Linked DNA regions of Mus musculus: regions 2, 3, 4 and 5 are each linked to region 1. The links are chromatin contacts, called in public Hi-C, HiChIP or PLAC-seq and promoter capture Hi-C maps. All regions are on one chromosome and are shown on one strand. The core of a region is the stretch at or near the end of the contact, and the rest is flanking DNA. Distances in the headings are between cores, read along the strand shown. Region 1 holds the start of Gemin8 (gem nuclear organelle associated protein 8). Region 2 has its middle 33 kb from the start of Egfl6. Region 3 holds the start of Egfl6 (EGF-like-domain, multiple 6). Region 4 overlaps Egfl6 (EGF-like-domain, multiple 6). Region 5 holds the start of Rab9 (RAB9, member RAS oncogene family).

What was found. Promoter capture Hi-C pulls out the DNA fragments that hold promoters and counts their contacts. Hi-C and Micro-C count contacts between places; a contact is called where the count stands out from the background. HiChIP or PLAC-seq counts read pairs in DNA pulled down with a chosen protein or histone mark.
Region 2: a promoter capture Hi-C map of embryonic stem cells shows a contact between it and region 1, with 3 times the contacts expected there. The contact joins the enhancer-like site here to the promoter of Gemin8 in region 1. A contact is called at or near these places in 6 of 39 promoter capture datasets (the 3T3-L1 cell line, the C10 cell line, cranial neural crest and 3 more), 1 of 15 datasets of contacts at CTCF or cohesin (pro-B cells) and 8 of 115 datasets of contacts at active chromatin or transcription factors (embryonic hindbrain, embryonic stem cells, large pre-B cells and 1 more).
Region 3: a contact with region 1 is called in an H3K4me3 HiChIP or PLAC-seq map of pro-B cells, with 6 times the contacts expected there. The contact joins the promoter of Egfl6 here to the promoter of Gemin8 in region 1. A contact is called at or near these places in 8 of 39 promoter capture datasets (the 3T3-L1 cell line, 3T3-L1-derived adipocytes, cranial neural crest and 3 more), 4 of 115 datasets of contacts at active chromatin or transcription factors (embryonic stem cells and pro-B cells) and 2 of 9 other capture datasets (adipose tissue and liver).
Region 4: a Hi-C map of embryonic stem cells shows a contact between it and region 1, with 4 times the contacts expected there. The contact joins the enhancer-like site here to the promoter of Gemin8 in region 1. A contact is called at or near these places in 7 of 39 promoter capture datasets (the 3T3-L1 cell line, embryonic stem cells, erythroid cells and 3 more), 7 of 484 Hi-C or Micro-C datasets (the AML12 cell line, the C10 cell line, the N1E-115 cell line and 2 more), 2 of 115 datasets of contacts at active chromatin or transcription factors (large pre-B cells and stem cell-derived neural progenitor cells) and 3 of 9 other capture datasets (adipose tissue, embryonic stem cells and pancreatic islet).
Region 5: a promoter capture Hi-C map of erythroid cells shows a contact between it and region 1, with 50 times the contacts expected there. The contact joins the promoter of Rab9 here to the promoter of Gemin8 in region 1. A contact is called at or near these places in 20 of 39 promoter capture datasets (the 3T3-L1 cell line, 3T3-L1-derived adipocytes, the C10 cell line and 14 more), 1 of 15 datasets of contacts at CTCF or cohesin (pro-B cells), 6 of 484 Hi-C or Micro-C datasets (CD4 T cells, CD8 T cells, the N1E-115 cell line and 3 more), 11 of 115 datasets of contacts at active chromatin or transcription factors (the 230-238 cell line, embryonic forebrain, embryonic hindbrain and 5 more) and 2 of 9 other capture datasets (adipose tissue and liver).

What each region holds. Positions count from the first base shown.
Region 1 is chrX:166,168,944-166,171,831 of GRCm38.p6, forward strand. Gemin8 (gem nuclear organelle associated protein 8) reads left to right here and starts at 1,511. Exons shown (of 4, transcript NM_146238.4): 1 at 1,511-1,607.
Region 2 is chrX:166,617,748-166,620,635 of GRCm38.p6, forward strand. No RefSeq gene overlaps it. Among named protein-coding and RNA genes, the nearest start is that of Egfl6, 33 kb to the left of the region's middle. Within about 2 kb of position 1,379, at least 11 of the 459 cell types and tissues checked have an H3K27ac peak or open chromatin away from gene starts, as enhancers often do. A contact at or near this core is called in embryonic stem cells, where this site is marked.
Region 3 is chrX:166,584,329-166,587,216 of GRCm38.p6, forward strand. It overlaps Egfl6 (EGF-like-domain, multiple 6), which reads right to left and starts at 1,388. Exons shown (of 12, transcript NM_019397.3): 1 at 1,128-1,388. The coding sequence starts at 1,195.
Region 4 is chrX:166,530,353-166,533,240 of GRCm38.p6, forward strand. Egfl6 (EGF-like-domain, multiple 6) reads right to left here. Exons shown (of 12, transcript NM_019397.3): 10 at 1,620-1,721. Among named protein-coding and RNA genes, the nearest start is that of Tceanc, 21 kb to the left of the region's middle. Within about 2 kb of position 1,524, at least 9 of the 459 cell types and tissues checked have an H3K27ac peak or open chromatin away from gene starts, as enhancers often do. A contact at or near this core is called in embryonic stem cells, where this site is marked.
Region 5 is chrX:166,478,436-166,481,323 of GRCm38.p6, forward strand. Rab9 (RAB9, member RAS oncogene family) reads right to left here and starts at 1,432. Exons shown (of 3, transcript NM_019773.2): 1 at 1,105-1,432.

The DNA of each region.
Region 1 (2,888 bases), core at 261-2,760:
GAGACTCTTTCTAAACAAACAAATGAAAAACATAATTACACTTGCATTGACTGTCTATGATCTCTACCCAACCAATTGTCAATTTTGTGAAGTAAAAAAACTGTGTTTACCAGTGTATATTCACTAAGTAAAATATTACTCTCCTTTAGAATTATAATTTATGCCACATATATAATTTCATGTTCTATTGAACAGATTAATAAATATGTACATATTATTAAAATATGTACATAAATATTAAAATATGTACATGGAATTCATTTTACTCTTCATTTAAGGTAAATTCTCCTTCCCTAAGGCAAGGATTTTTTTTTTCCTCAAACAGCTTCATGCATCCCAGGTTGACCTCAGATTCACTGTGTAGCCACAACAACCTTGCTTCCATGCCCAGAATTCTAGGATTACAGATGCGCCAATATGCCCAGATGTGAGATGTTATAAAGGAATGATCCAGCGCATCATTCATGCTGGACAAACATTCTATCAATGAAGCTACACCACTGCCAGGTTAAGATTGCTTAAAATGTGAGTTAGTTAAGGCAGGCTTGTTGATACGCGTGCCTGTAATCCCAACAGTCAAGAGACCGGTGGATCTCTGGGAATTCAAACCAGCCAGGGCAAGATGATGACCTTCGACCCAGCTGAAAGTGAGACAGTGTCAACAACAACTAGACAGTTCACGTATTTTTTTTTCAATATTAACTCTTTAAAATGTACTGTGGAATTTAGTTAAGCACATCGAAAATTCTCACATTTAAGTACCTCAAAATCACGTGTGCCTTGAAGCTACAAGACACTGCAGATACTTAGCATATAGTAGACATCTGGTATATGTTTGCTAAATATTCTTTTATACTACTTTGATTCACCAATATTACAGGAATGATAAGGTAATAATGTCCCACTACTGACATTGCCTAATTATCTTAGCCTTTGGCATTTAAATTGTTTCCTATTTTCACTTTTTGGAATAACCATGCATCTGGTCCAAATCTGGTTTTCCTAGTAATAAATTCCTGCAAAATATGGCACATTTTGCCAAATAAGCCCACTTGGCCTTCTAGTAGTTCATCTTTGGTTACTAAGGACTCTTGTGCAACTCTAGAAGGGCATGTACTGCTGACGATTATAATGACAGAAACACTAGGTACAAATTAAGGTTCATAAATGTCAAGCTGACACAGATCTGAGTGAATCTGTATTTTCAAAACAATTTCTCACCTTCCATTTTAGTTAAGAAAGTGAAAAGAAAGTAAAAGCTAAAGAAGAAATAATAATAATAATAACCGAAAGCTGAGGGTGCAATTCAGTTCTGATCCCCTAGTGCCCAATAGCTAGCTGCCGGGACCGCCCAAACAAACGAATTCGCTTCCTGTGCCGCCCTTGACTCTGTGTAGCCACTGACACGACGTTACGTCACGGATAAGGCGGGACTTCCGTCTTTCAAGCCCCGTACCGGAAGCGAGCTCCTTGTTGCCCAGGCAACCCGAGCCTCCCGCTCTCCTTGTGTCACTCCCCCACTTCTCCCGCCCCTTCCTCCTCCCCACCACCAGAGCTAGGTCCGTTGTTGCCCACCGCCCGAGATCTGCCAGCTGCGTGCCCACGAGGTGACTTCGGGGGCTGATGGGTTGCTTTTGGGGAGTAAGGGAATAGCGTGGCGGACTCCTGAAGCTTGGAGTACTGGCTTGGCGCTCATGCTGTGGCTTTAATTACCATCACCCGGCAGCACGAGGAGGTTGCCTAGACCCGTGAGAGTCCCAACCCCTGACAGACTGTTAAAACTAGTTCTAATTTATGCTCTCAAGCCCTATGTGCTTCCTAATCCTTGGGTGCCTGCTGAGAATTCTGTTCCCAGGCCCCCACCTCAGACTATTCCAGTTCAGATCTTGAGAAGTGAGGCTCAAGCATGGGAAGGTTTGGGGTTTTTGTTTGTTTTGTTTTGTTTTAACTCACAGTGTAATTCAAACGTGCTGTGGATCACAATGTTGCAGGAAGTCTGTCAGGACACGTTTCTGCAGAGATGTCTAAGCTACTGGCTCATTTACAAAAACAAAACAACAAAAACCTGAGTTTCTCCCCCGCCCCCCTTGCAACTTTTGAGTTCTGTAGGTCAGAATTCTTAGTTGATGTTATCTTAAGAACATTTGACAGTTGCTGTGGGTAGCCAGAGTTCTGAACCATTTTCCCTTTTTTTTTCTGAAATGATTGTTACAAACTCGTTGCACAAATTAGGCTCTGGACTCCACTGTTGTTGGGGTTTTTATTTGCTTGGGGGGGGTTGTTTGTTGGTTTTTGTTTTGTTGTTGTTTTTTAACTAAAAGCCAGAACATTACTCAAAATCTTAAGACTAAAAGTTACAGACACAAAGCCTCTATGAATTGTGAGATTGTGATACTGTTTGAAAGTACAATTTATGCTAGCATGATTCGTCAAGATAACAGTGTCTTTGGGATGGCAGTGGAAAGAGAAACCATGTGTATATGCTTTGGGTAAATCTAACACGTGCAAGTTCACAGTAAAGTGTATGATCCCTTCTGTTGACTGCTGGGCTGGGGGGAAAAATCAACCCAAGTTGCAGAGAGGCAGGCGTTTCCATCGTGAAACTGTTTTACAGATGGCAGAGGCTTATTGGTGTTTCTTCAAGTCCAGCGTTTAAGGAGAAGTTAAGATAAGAAGGATGGCAGGAAATTAAACATAGCTAGAGGTTAGATAAGAGTTCTCAAGCACACTATAGAACTCTCAGAATTACTTCTTTATGTTGGGAAATCCACTCATAAAGCACTTGGACAATCAGATGCAGACTGTAACATTTAAGGCCAGATGAACTGGAAATATATTAATATATTTAGACATTTGGAACTTCTTACTGATTGTTGTTTTTAGTTACT
Region 2 (2,888 bases), core at 129-2,628, 450 kb after region 1:
AGACCAATCAGTTTAAAAGTCACACTGTTCTGCCAATCACATTGTGCCTAATGGCTGCTGCCTGGGGAACTGTGTAAAGGCTCACTGGACGGGCTGTGCATGGTCGTTCTCTCCCCATGTGCAGGGCACCCCTAACATGTTGGAATAATAAACTCCTCTTGCTTTTTGTGTCGATTCCTGGCTCTGAGCCGTTCACTCAGGGAGTCCCCAGTAAGCTAAGGCTAGCCAGAGTCTTAGACTGGCATGTGCCACCACACCTGGCAGAATCTAAATCATAAAAAGAAAACCCAACCAAATCCTAGTTAGGGTTACTGTTATGAAACAGATGAAACACCATGACTGAAAGCAAACTGTGTAAGAAGAGGTTTATTTTGCTTACATTCCTTATAACTGTTTATCATTGAAGGAAGTCAGGACAGAAATTCAGAACTGGAACCTGGAGGTAGAAGCTGATGCAGAGGTCACGGAGGAGTGCTGCTTACTGGTTTGATCCTCAGGGATTGCTCAACCTGCCTTCTTATATAACCCAGGACCATCTGATCAGGGATGGCACCTTCCACATTGGGCTGAGACCTCCCTCATGGATCACCATTTAAGAAAATGTCCTATAGGCTTGCCTACAGATTTATCTTATGGAGGCATCTTCTCAATTGATGTTTTCCCCTATCTAATGACTCTAGTTTGTATCAAATTGACATAAAATTAGCCAGCACAACAATCATCACAGGCAGGGTATACCACAAACAGAAATGATTGAGGAAAAAGACTAAGGTTTGTTAATAATCAGAACAGAGAATCTGGATGAAAAAACTTACCGTTCCAATAAAGCTGGCTTGAAATGCTGCTGAGTCCAGCATAGCTTTGATAGGGTTGGAATGATATGGTCCCAGCCCCTGGAACAGGGTCACCAGCGTATGGGCCTCCACATGGCTGCTTTGGGTGTAAGGCTTGTTGGTATAATAATGCACGTATTTCCTCATTCCTCTTTTATGGAATGCCACCCTACTTGTTAATGTTAATGTCTCCATGGTAATCAGAGGCAGCATGAGTCCGGGAGGTGAAAGAGTGTCTAATGTCTCAGCAAAATGGTGAACGATGGGACCTTCAGGACAACCCTTAAGGCTGTGGGAAAGAGCTCCAAATTCATGAATCCAAAAGTATACAATTTTTCAACTATGCAAAATATAAGGATGTAATATGAATTAGATGAGGGGCTTCAAGGAACTAAAGGAGCAAAAGCAGCTGCACTGAGGACCAAGTTGTCAGAAAGATGCTAAGGAAGGAGATAGAGATCTCAGGAGATCCCATCCCGCTCAGTTTCTTTGCTTATACTTACAAAGGCAGCCGGATTCCTGAGTTCAAAGTGAGCCTGAGACAGAAGGAATTTAGGTCCAGGGCCAGGCAAGGTAGAAACGGTAATTTCAGGGTGGGGTTCCACCCAGCTATTTTATTCCCAGTGTTTAACAAAGGCAAGCAGATCTCTGGATTCTTTTGAAAGGTTAAAAAAAATGTGTGCTTGCAGTCTAATGAGAATTGAGGGTCTGATGTCTTTGGGTGCTGATTTGTAGAATAATCAAAAGGAAACCTGCAGTGAATGACTGAATTGATATGTAAAATAAAAGAGTGGGCTTATGCTCTCCACTAGATGAGCTGTCCAGAGAGTGTTTTAGAACAAGAGAGAACTACTTGGAAATCTGTCTCGATGAGAAAATCGAGAAAGAGCTATCTGGAGATCCCCAGGAAAAGCAGAACAGAGAGAAAACTGGCTAGAAAGCTGGTTTGAGCAGAGCGTAGGCCACCAGCTAGTAACCCATGAGATGACTTTGAATCATTTGTTTCTCTGCTCTCAAACACTCTGAGAACCCTTCTCCAAGCTGAGGCTGGTCCTTGGCAAAATGCAAAACAGCATGGGAGAAAACTCACACCTGGGCTAGCAAACCGAAGTAAGACCTAGAGAGGGGTATGGATTAAGCTTGGTCGGTCAGAAAGGGAACAAGGATTATATTAGGGACAATGCCCACGGGAGAAAATATAGACAATGTTAGGCAATGCTGGAGTGGAAGTGTGTGAAGGACAGAAGGGAGGAAGGTTGCTTGGAGCATCCTAGAATACAACCAAGAAGGGTGGCAGAGTGGCCTGAGTATTTTGGTCTCAGAGTCCACCGTCAGAAGAAAAGTAATTTCTCTTAACAGTGGATCTCTTAAATCATGTCCCAACTCAATCAGCAGCAGGAAAAGTGACTTGGGTGTACACATTTTGATAGATTGCAGAGACAGCCACCAGGCCCCTGGGTTACTAATGTTTTCTATAGCTAGAGGTGTCTAAGATACATCCAGATGATGGTCATAGGCCAGGCCAGACATTTTTCTTATGCCTTTTTGCTTAGGAATCACCCATTTCCATTTGAGATCACATTCAGAGTTGATGTACAAGTCAGTCCGTCTCAAGACTGAGGAGATGGCTTAATTGGCCAAATAGGCGCTTCTTGGGCATGAGGACTGGATTTTGGATCCCTAGCACCCATTTGAAAAGCTGGGCATGCCTGGAAGGCCAGCCCGAAGGAGGAGGAATGATGATTCCTAGAGCTTGCTGGCAGCCTGTCTCGATGCATAGGTGAACTTCAGGTCCAGTGAGAGGCCCTGGCTCAAAAAACAAAAACATTAAGGTGGATGTATTTTGTGGCCCTTACTTTTGCAGGGGAGAGAAAAGGGAAGGGAGAGAGGGAGGGAAGGAGAGAGACACAGACAGAGACAGAGAGACAGAGTGCAAAACATCAGTACATTAGGTATTGATAATATCCAGCAGAAACCGAGAGAGGAAATGCACAGATGGAGTTCTAAGCTGGGAGAGTTCAGGGCAACAGATGGAGATAACACCATCAAATGGGG
Region 3 (2,888 bases), core at 138-2,637, 420 kb after region 1:
GCCAGAGATGCTGTTATACTTCCCATGGAACACAGGAGAGCCTGCCACACCAACAAATGATTAAGTCATCCCAAAGATCCTTAGCTCTGCAGCACAGAGACCCTAGGCAGACATGCAAGGAAGAAGCAAGCCATAATGGTAGAGAAGGGTGTGTGTGTGTGAGTGTGAGTGTGAGTGTGAGTGTGTGTGTGTGTGTGTGTGTGTGTTCTAGGGAGTCTTCCTGAAAGGTTGCCCTACTCCAGTGTGGAGGATGATGGATGGGCCACATTGACTAGGGTTGTTCCTGCTCTGCCACTTAACTGGCTTTGTCTCTTTGGACAGGTTACGCGGCCTAATTTTTCACCCCTTCAAAACAGGGATGGCAACGATAATAATACTTTGAAGCCACAGGGACTAAGGACTTCTGCTGGGTTAATGGTCTGAAAGTTGCTTGGTCTACATGACACACTATGCCTATGTGCTTTTACTATGTGGCTTTGTAGCTCTCACAGGGAAATATTTTGGGGCTCAGAAAAGCTCATGAATAGAAGGAAGTGGCAAAAACAAGGATGGGTTCAGCTATCTTTTTACCAGCGCATATTTTCCAGTTCATCACCCCGAATCCAAAGGCAGCTAGAGCAGGAGCCCAGCAAGGAGCTGCTTTAGCGCTCAACAATAAATGCGGAAAATGCGCGCTCTGCATCCTCCTGTTTTTCTTCATTCCTTCCCTAGCAAAACTAACGACTGGTAATCAGTGGGCGTCCTTCAGGGGCAGTGGAAGGAACTAAACTTACACCGTGCCAGGTACTCACTCATCTGCCTGCACCGGAGGTGGCTGCAGAGCACCAAATCCCAAACACAGCCAAGATCTATTCGCCCAGTTCCCCCCTCCCCCCATCCGCCAGACAAGACAAACTCAGCCAAGTGGGGAACGGAATCCACAGACCACCCGAGGCTAAACCTTACCCAAGGGACGCAGGGAAGAAAGTTGGTGGGCACTCGGTGCGGTGTCCTGGTGAAATGCATCCCAAGACGCACAGACACCTCAACCCCAGCACCTAGGTACCCCTTACATATGCTGGTCAACGACAAAGGGCTTCAAAAGGAGCGTTCAGGCTTGGGGAACCAGGGTCAATGCGAACACTCACCTGGTCCCTACTCCACCTGTCACCCAGGGGAGCAGCAGAGGAAGCGCCAGGCCCCAGGGCGGCTGCATACTGGCCGGGGGTGGGCTCCTTTCTTGTCCTGAGCCCCTCAGGACCTACGAAACAGAGGGGCCACCGCCTCTTCTCTGCTTCGCTGGTCAGGACCTTGGTTTTGCGCGCAGCTGGCAGGCTCTGTGGCAGCCCGCGCAGAGGTGGAGAGCTGGGGAACGTTTGGAGCTGTGAGTGGCTGGGGGCGCCCTGGAGAGATACTCTGTTGGGTGAAGCGCTCCGGTGCACCAGCGAGGGCGTGGCAACTGAGCACATCTGGCTGGGACCCGCCTCCAGGACGACCCACGAGGCCTCCACGCTCTTCTCTCACCCGTAACTCCTCCACGCTCCCCCAAGTCCCCGCCAGCACCGCCCCCCCCCCCCCCCCCGCTTCAGTTCACTCACTACAGGCTGTTCAGGGGCACCTCCAATTGCCATTCGTTTCAGGCTTGGGACAAGCGGTGTGCACTTTGAACTCCAGGGATTGAGAATTGAGAAGTCAAAGCAGGACCACAGATGCAAGCACAAAATCACAAGGCAATCTCATGTCAATGGAGGTTTCATGCTCGGCTGGGGTTTTTTTTTTTTTCCCCACACAAGGGAAATCATAAGATGTTAGAGGTCACCAAGTTTTGAACAAACCCCATCATTTGGCAAGTGTCGTCTTCGTCGTCTTCTAGTCACTCACAACAGTTCAAATGTAACTTCAAATGATATTGTAGTGTAGTAGCCACTGGCAACTTGACACAAACTAATCATCTGGAAGAAATGAACCTTAATTGAGAAAATGCCTTCATCAAATAAGCAAGTCCCGCAGGATATTTTCTTAATGGTTGATGTGGGAAGGTCCAGCCCACTACAAACGGTGCCACCCCTATGCAGGTGGTCCAGGAAGGTACGAGAAAGGTATTGAACACCATTAAACAGTGTATCTGGATTGCCTCTACCTCCAGGTTCCTGCCTTGAGTTCTTCCCTTGACTTTCTTTCTGGATGGGTCAGGATGAGTAAGCCAAACAAACACCTTCCCCCCCCCCTCAGTTGCTTTTGGTCTTGGTGTTTTATGACAACAGTAGAAAGCAAGCTAAGACAGAAAAACACAAACAAAAGATACTTTATAAGAATTCCTTCAGGTAGCGATGAGTTATCTATTCTGACTTGTAGCAGAAGGAATACTGGTTCTTCTTATCCCCACATTCACACCCTTTGGCTTCATGTAGGCAGAGCCCATGACCCCACACCTTGACATTGGACATGGTCCAGTGATTTGCTTTGACTGATGGTGTTTGGGCAGAGACACACTGTGTCAATTCCAAACCCATTCTAACTCCAACCCACCTGCATCTCTATTTGGGCTATGAGAAGACCATGCCAGTTAGCTTGGTAGCCTGAGGAGGGTGAGGAACAGGTCAAACACAGCTACCTATCTGGTCTAAGAGTAGACTTCCAACTCAAAGAAGAGCTACTGATGGAGCCATGAAGCCTCTGAACTAAGGTCAGCAGGGCAGACAAGCTACAGTGACTTGTCAGAATACATTCTTTTCTTGGTTTTAAAAATATTTTATTGATGGGGCTGGAGTGGTGGCTCAGTTGCTGCTTTTCTAGAGGGTGAGTGCAGACCACATGAATTCCAGCGTCCACCTAAGTCTAACTAGGTGAACATTTGAATTTACTGAGTTTACTTAGGAAAGAATGGGGAAGTCAAATCCATCACTGAA
Region 4 (2,888 bases), core at 274-2,773, 360 kb after region 1:
TATCTAAGTTTCAATTGGGTGGGAAAATCTACTCAGAATGGGGGCAGCACCATTCCTTGGGCTAGGGCCCAGGACTGAATAAAAAAGAAAGAGGAGGATGAGCAAGAGCATTCATTAAGCAAAGCTCCAGGATGCCTGGTGAAGTTTGAATGTGAAATAAACATGTTTAATTCATACTAAGAAGTCTATTTATCTCAAATAAAGGCATCCTGTACTTTATCCAGTAAACCTCTCTTCTGTGAGCTCTTCAATCCCAGCTAAAGCCTGCTTTCAGCTTTCCTTGAGGGTTCATCCCTCCAACAATAGTAATGTATCCGATCTTTCTCATGTACATTTAGCTTTGTAGGGGAAGTCAAGACTATGCAGAGGCCTGGTGGAGCTGTTGGAAGGGAGAAGTTATGATGTGAGTACCCCAGAAACTGAGAACATAGGGGTTATTTGCAAATCGAGTGTTTGCAAACAGAAGACTTCTCATTGGTGGGAGAGTCAATGTAAGACAATGCTGACCAGGTGAGCTGTCATCAATCTGGGGGTCCCCAAGCACTATAGCTCTGGTAGCACCAATATCTACAATCCCATGATGAAAAAATAAAAAGGAGAATCTTGTGTTCATTTTCAAGACAGTTTCTCCAAAGATGCATTCCATCTTGTTAAACTTGTCCACTGCCCTTGAATCTTTAGTGATGGGCTCACTAGAATGACTAATGTGTGGGATATTTTCTTTTTACCCCAATTGCTAGCTCTAACAGGGGTTCTTGGTAGAGATCAAAGCTTCCTGACTGCTGGTGCAGGCTTGCAAGGAAATAACTTGGGAAGGAATTTATTCTAAGGAATATGTTTTAATTCAAGGCTGAGCCTGTATATCCCAAAGGAAATACAATTCTACTGGTGAGGACATGGCGTCTGGAGATGTATAGCAGTTGTTGCAGTTACGTAGCTGGTCTTCATGAGATCAGGATTCAATATGTGTTCCAGTGTCTGCAAGCCAAGTACTCCACGCAAGGGGGACCCAGGGCCCATCAACAAAGTTGAAACAGACACCACAAAAGCCAGGAAGTTTATGGCTCAGAACTAATGTTGAGAACAATCCAAGGCCAGGTGGTCAGAATGAATTCCTTGGATAATAGAAAGGATGAGAAAGTCTTGTGTTTAGATCATTACCTTTACACTCATAGTGATTTTGATCCTCATCGGAGAGATAACTCTACTATAGCTCCAGTGTAGATAGAGGTCTTATTACCTTTAAAAGATTTATTTTCTATCAAAAAAGTAAAATGAAAACTACAGAGGACTGTGGCTGGCAAGCTGGCACAAAGGGAGGTCTCAGAGACCCCCTCATCCCCCCACCTTCCTCTCCTTCCCATCTCCCTCTCTCAGAAAGAAGAGGGTACATATAAAAGAGGCACACTGGGACACATTTCCTGGGTCATGTGGGAAAGAGAAGGATGAGGAGGAAGTCGACGCTATACCAAGTTACTCATCCATCAGAGGCCACCCGAAGGTCGAAGGTTCCCAAAGATGGTAAACAACCATGACCTAAGCAGGAACAGGCATTAGCATCTAGTAAGTAGTAACAGCCTTCTCTACTCCCGGAACAAGCTGTAGTGAAATTTAAATACCATTGTCTCGATCAGCAGGATGCCAGTCAAAATCATCTTCTCTATCCTGTTTCCAATCACAGACCCCAAGATCAAAGCTGCAGTCAACTGAGATGTTTAAGTCTGCATAAAAAAAAAAAAGAAAGAAAGAAACGAAGAAAGAAAGAAAGAAAGAAAGAAAGAAAGAAAGAAAGAAAGAAAGAAAGAAAGATCAGCACCATTAAGAACATTACAACAGTAGCTAATTTGCAACTCTGGAAGGCAATGTCATGGGTTTAGGCGAGTAGAATATAGATCATATTAATTGGCAAGCTTGCAGGTGTAGATTAAACCAGATACACTATTTCTTTTTTTAGACTTTAAAACTTTATGTGTATGCATGTTTTGCCTGCAGGTACATTTGTGCACCATGTGTGTGCCTGGTGCCCATGGAGGAGAGGGCATTATTATCTCCTGGCACTGGAGTTACAGATGATTCTGAGCTACTGCGTGAATGGGAACAGAAGCCGGGACCTCTGCAAGAGCAGCACTTGCACTTAACCCACTGAGCCATCTCTCCACATAACCTATTTTTTGAGTCTATAAAGGCATGCTCAACAAATTCTGTTGTAATCTTTGAGAATAAAACCGTAGGGGCTAGAAAGATGGTTCCGCAAAGCAGGGAATGAAACAGGCTGTTTACAAAACTCAAGCCAGAGACTGAAAACAAAGCTCAGAAACAAGTGTTTGTGGGATGCTCAGCCATACATAGAACATCTAAGTCACACCCCTCTCTACAAGGTTCAGGTATTCCGTAATAGTGAGAGAAAGCAGACCAACACACACATCAAATCAGTATTTCCCCTGCCCTACAACATCTCCAAACCAGATAGTTATAGATAGCCCCTGTGCCCCTAAGGTAGTGGCTCTCAACGTTCCTGTCAGGACCCCTGGCTCCGCCAACCATAAAATCATTTTGTTGCTACTTTAGAACGATAAACTTGCTATTGTTATGAATCATAATGTACATAGCTGATATGCAGGATATCTGATATGTAACCCTGTGAGAGGTTGAGAACCACTTTTCTTAAGGCCTTCTGGAAGTATTCAAATGATCCAATCTTATGTGGTCTCTCCTGCCCCGTCCCCCTTGCCTTTATTCTTAGAGAAACCTTAAAGACCTTTGGCCTAGTTTTCCACTAGGTCCTCCCCTTGCTCAGAGTGTCCCCCTTCTCTTGGGAGTGTACATAATAAATCACAGTTTCAATGGCTTTGGCCTCATGTTGTCACCTAGTCACCTCCACTAGTGCA
Region 5 (2,888 bases), core at 182-2,681, 310 kb after region 1:
ACAGCTCTTTCTTAGCCAAGCACAAGACCCTAGGTTTGGGCTCCAGCAATGGAAGAAAAAGAACGAAAAGAAAAAGGTAAATAGTCCTTAGTTGAAAGCCCTGGGTTTCCTTCAATTCTAGTTGAGATTTCAGGCAGTGTAGGGATTTTCCATTGCAGTGGTGCTAGCAAGGAAAAAGACAAAACTTGTACCAGCAAAACAAAACAAAAACCAAATTCAGTCTGTTGATTTTATGAGGACGCTGTGAAAAGACTGGTCACGTGCCAATTTGGAAACTTGCAGAAGTTATTCCTCAAAAGAAGTATGATCACGGGATGTGTCATCATTTACAAAACAAAACAGAACCATAATACGTTCACCAACCATTTGGTCAGTACTTAAAAGTCTCCTCTGGTCTTTTCACTAAGATGGAAGGAAGAAAGGAACGCGATTTTGAAACCTCGGCCAAGATCTGATATCTGACGATGTTCCCAACCGCCTACAAGGTCTTTGCCCTGGCTTTATCTTCCAAGCTCTCTCACCTGAGTGGGTCAAAGGGTAGTATGTCAGAGGTCGCCAAACTCAAATAACACAAGCTTGCTTTCCCCAGCATTAGTCAGTCACTGTGGCGCAAGGTTTGGTCTCGAGTATGTGGGTGTCCCCGTGTGGTTAGGGGAAAGACTAATGTGTAAGTGTGTACCCAGGTAATGTCATTGGTCCCGTGAGCATCGTTCCACCATCCTATTCCCAAGTATTTGGGGTATATCTCTTTCCTGAGATGATGTTTTTGGAAGGGATATCTCTTCCTCTCTAGTAAGGCCGATCGGTCGGTCTGCGTGTATGTGTTTGTGTGTGCGCGCGCGCGTGTATGTCCCGAGTGGTTGGGTGTGTGATCTTCTTCCCGTGCTTGAATGTGAAAACCCGTCTTTCTTCCTACTGACGTAGGAATTTTCAGGAGACTTGGGGACAAGCTAACTACCCCTGTTGCCCAGCAATCTACTGACCCGCGCCAATTTGGCTCGCCCGCCGCCCCGGCGGCCCTCCGCTCCAGCAGCTCAGCTCAGGCTACGCGCGCTCTTAACCAGCTCTGGCCGGACCTCAAATGGAAGGATGACCCCCGCTCACCTTGCAGACACACACTGGACGTCCTGGGGGCGGCTCGCCAACACGCCTGGGTGCAACCAGGGCAGGAAGAAGGCCAGAGACTCCGGAACGTCGAGAGCGCTTCCAAGAGGGAGCGACTGGGGCAGAAGAACCAATATGGCGGGCGGCCGGGGCGGGGCCAAGACGGAGGGGCGAGGCCTTGACAGTGGGGCGACGGGGCGGGGCCTGAGGCAGTGAGGCAGGGTCTGGAGTGGTAAAACCAGACCCGGGTCAGGGGCGGGACCTAAGTCTTTAGGGCGGGGCCAGGAGCTGCGGGGAGGGGCCTGTGGCGGTAGCACCAGGCCAGGAGCTGTAGGTCGGGGTCTTTCCTGTGGGCGTGGCCTGCGGCTGCGAGCCCAACCGCTAAGGCTAAGATCCTAGTCTGGATCACAGGAATTAGGCCCAAGGAAGACTGAGCCAGGAAGTCTGGAATCTGCTCTTCCCACAGACTGCTTTGCAAGATCGCAGTTTTTCTTTGTACTAGCTGCTGCTCTGGTCTTCCCACCTGCGTTTCTTCTAACAGTGGTCACAAAATAATAATTTATTCTTAAAGTTTAAAGTAGAGAACATATGAGTACTATGACGTAGCAGTATTGCACCATTTAAAAAAAAAAAAGCAGGCGGTGGTGGCTCACGCCTTTAATCCCAGCACTTGGGAGGCAGAGGCAGGCAAATTTCTGAGTTTGAAGCCAGTCTGGTCTACAGAGTGAGTTCCAGGATAGCCAGGGCTACACAGAGAAACCCTGTGTCGAAAAACAAACAAAACAATAATAATAATGGCAAAATATAGGGTCAGAGGTGTTTGTATTCCTTTGATTTATATGAGGAATTGAGTACATAGGTGGTAAAAATAAAAGTCCCTGGAAGAAAGATTCTTAGCTCCCCATAAACATATAGATTATGTTTAGTTTCTAAGAGAAGACATTCACTTTCGTGATCCACAACAATTTACATAATGTCTGCCTCTTTGTGGAGCCATTTTCAAGTAATAACCTTTCATCAGGCGCCAGAAAGATTACAGTTAGCAAAGTTTCTCACAAGTATGATTTTAGAATAATTATGAAAATAAGGCTCATAATAAATACTGAGTTCCAGTTTGAATTTCAATGATTTTTTTTCTTATAAAAAGGAATCTATTTTTATGTGTGCAGAATATTTCCCCCACGGACATCTGAGTAAAGGTTTATCGATATACAAATCTGTTGCATATGGAAAAGTGAGCTGGGATACAAGTCAAGGTCGAGTGCTTGTCCACCATACATGAAATCATGGTTCCAACCCCGACATCACAGAAGCCTAGCATTCTAGAAGCAGAGACAGGAGCTCAAGATCCTCATGGCACATAGGGAGTTGGTACATAGGCTATATGAGACCTTCTCTAAGGGAAAAATGACTATGCTTTTCACATACAAGGAAAAACAGAATGAAATAGTACACAATTTATCCATTAACTGACATTTAAATCATCGAAATGTTGATATTTTCTCTAACCCATTATCAATGTGAAATCTCAGTAATGTATATATTTTATAAGTAATCTATTAGTAATTATATTATTAAATAATCATATGTTGAAAAGTTACATATAAAAAATGATTTCTCAAACCAGGTGTGGTGGTGTCTTTTTACCGGGCACTCAGAAGGCAGAGGCAGGCAGATATCTGTGAGTTCAAGGTCAGCCTGATCTACAAAGTGAGTTTCAGGACAGCCAGGACTGTTACACACACACACACACACACACACACACACACACAGTCTCAGAAAAA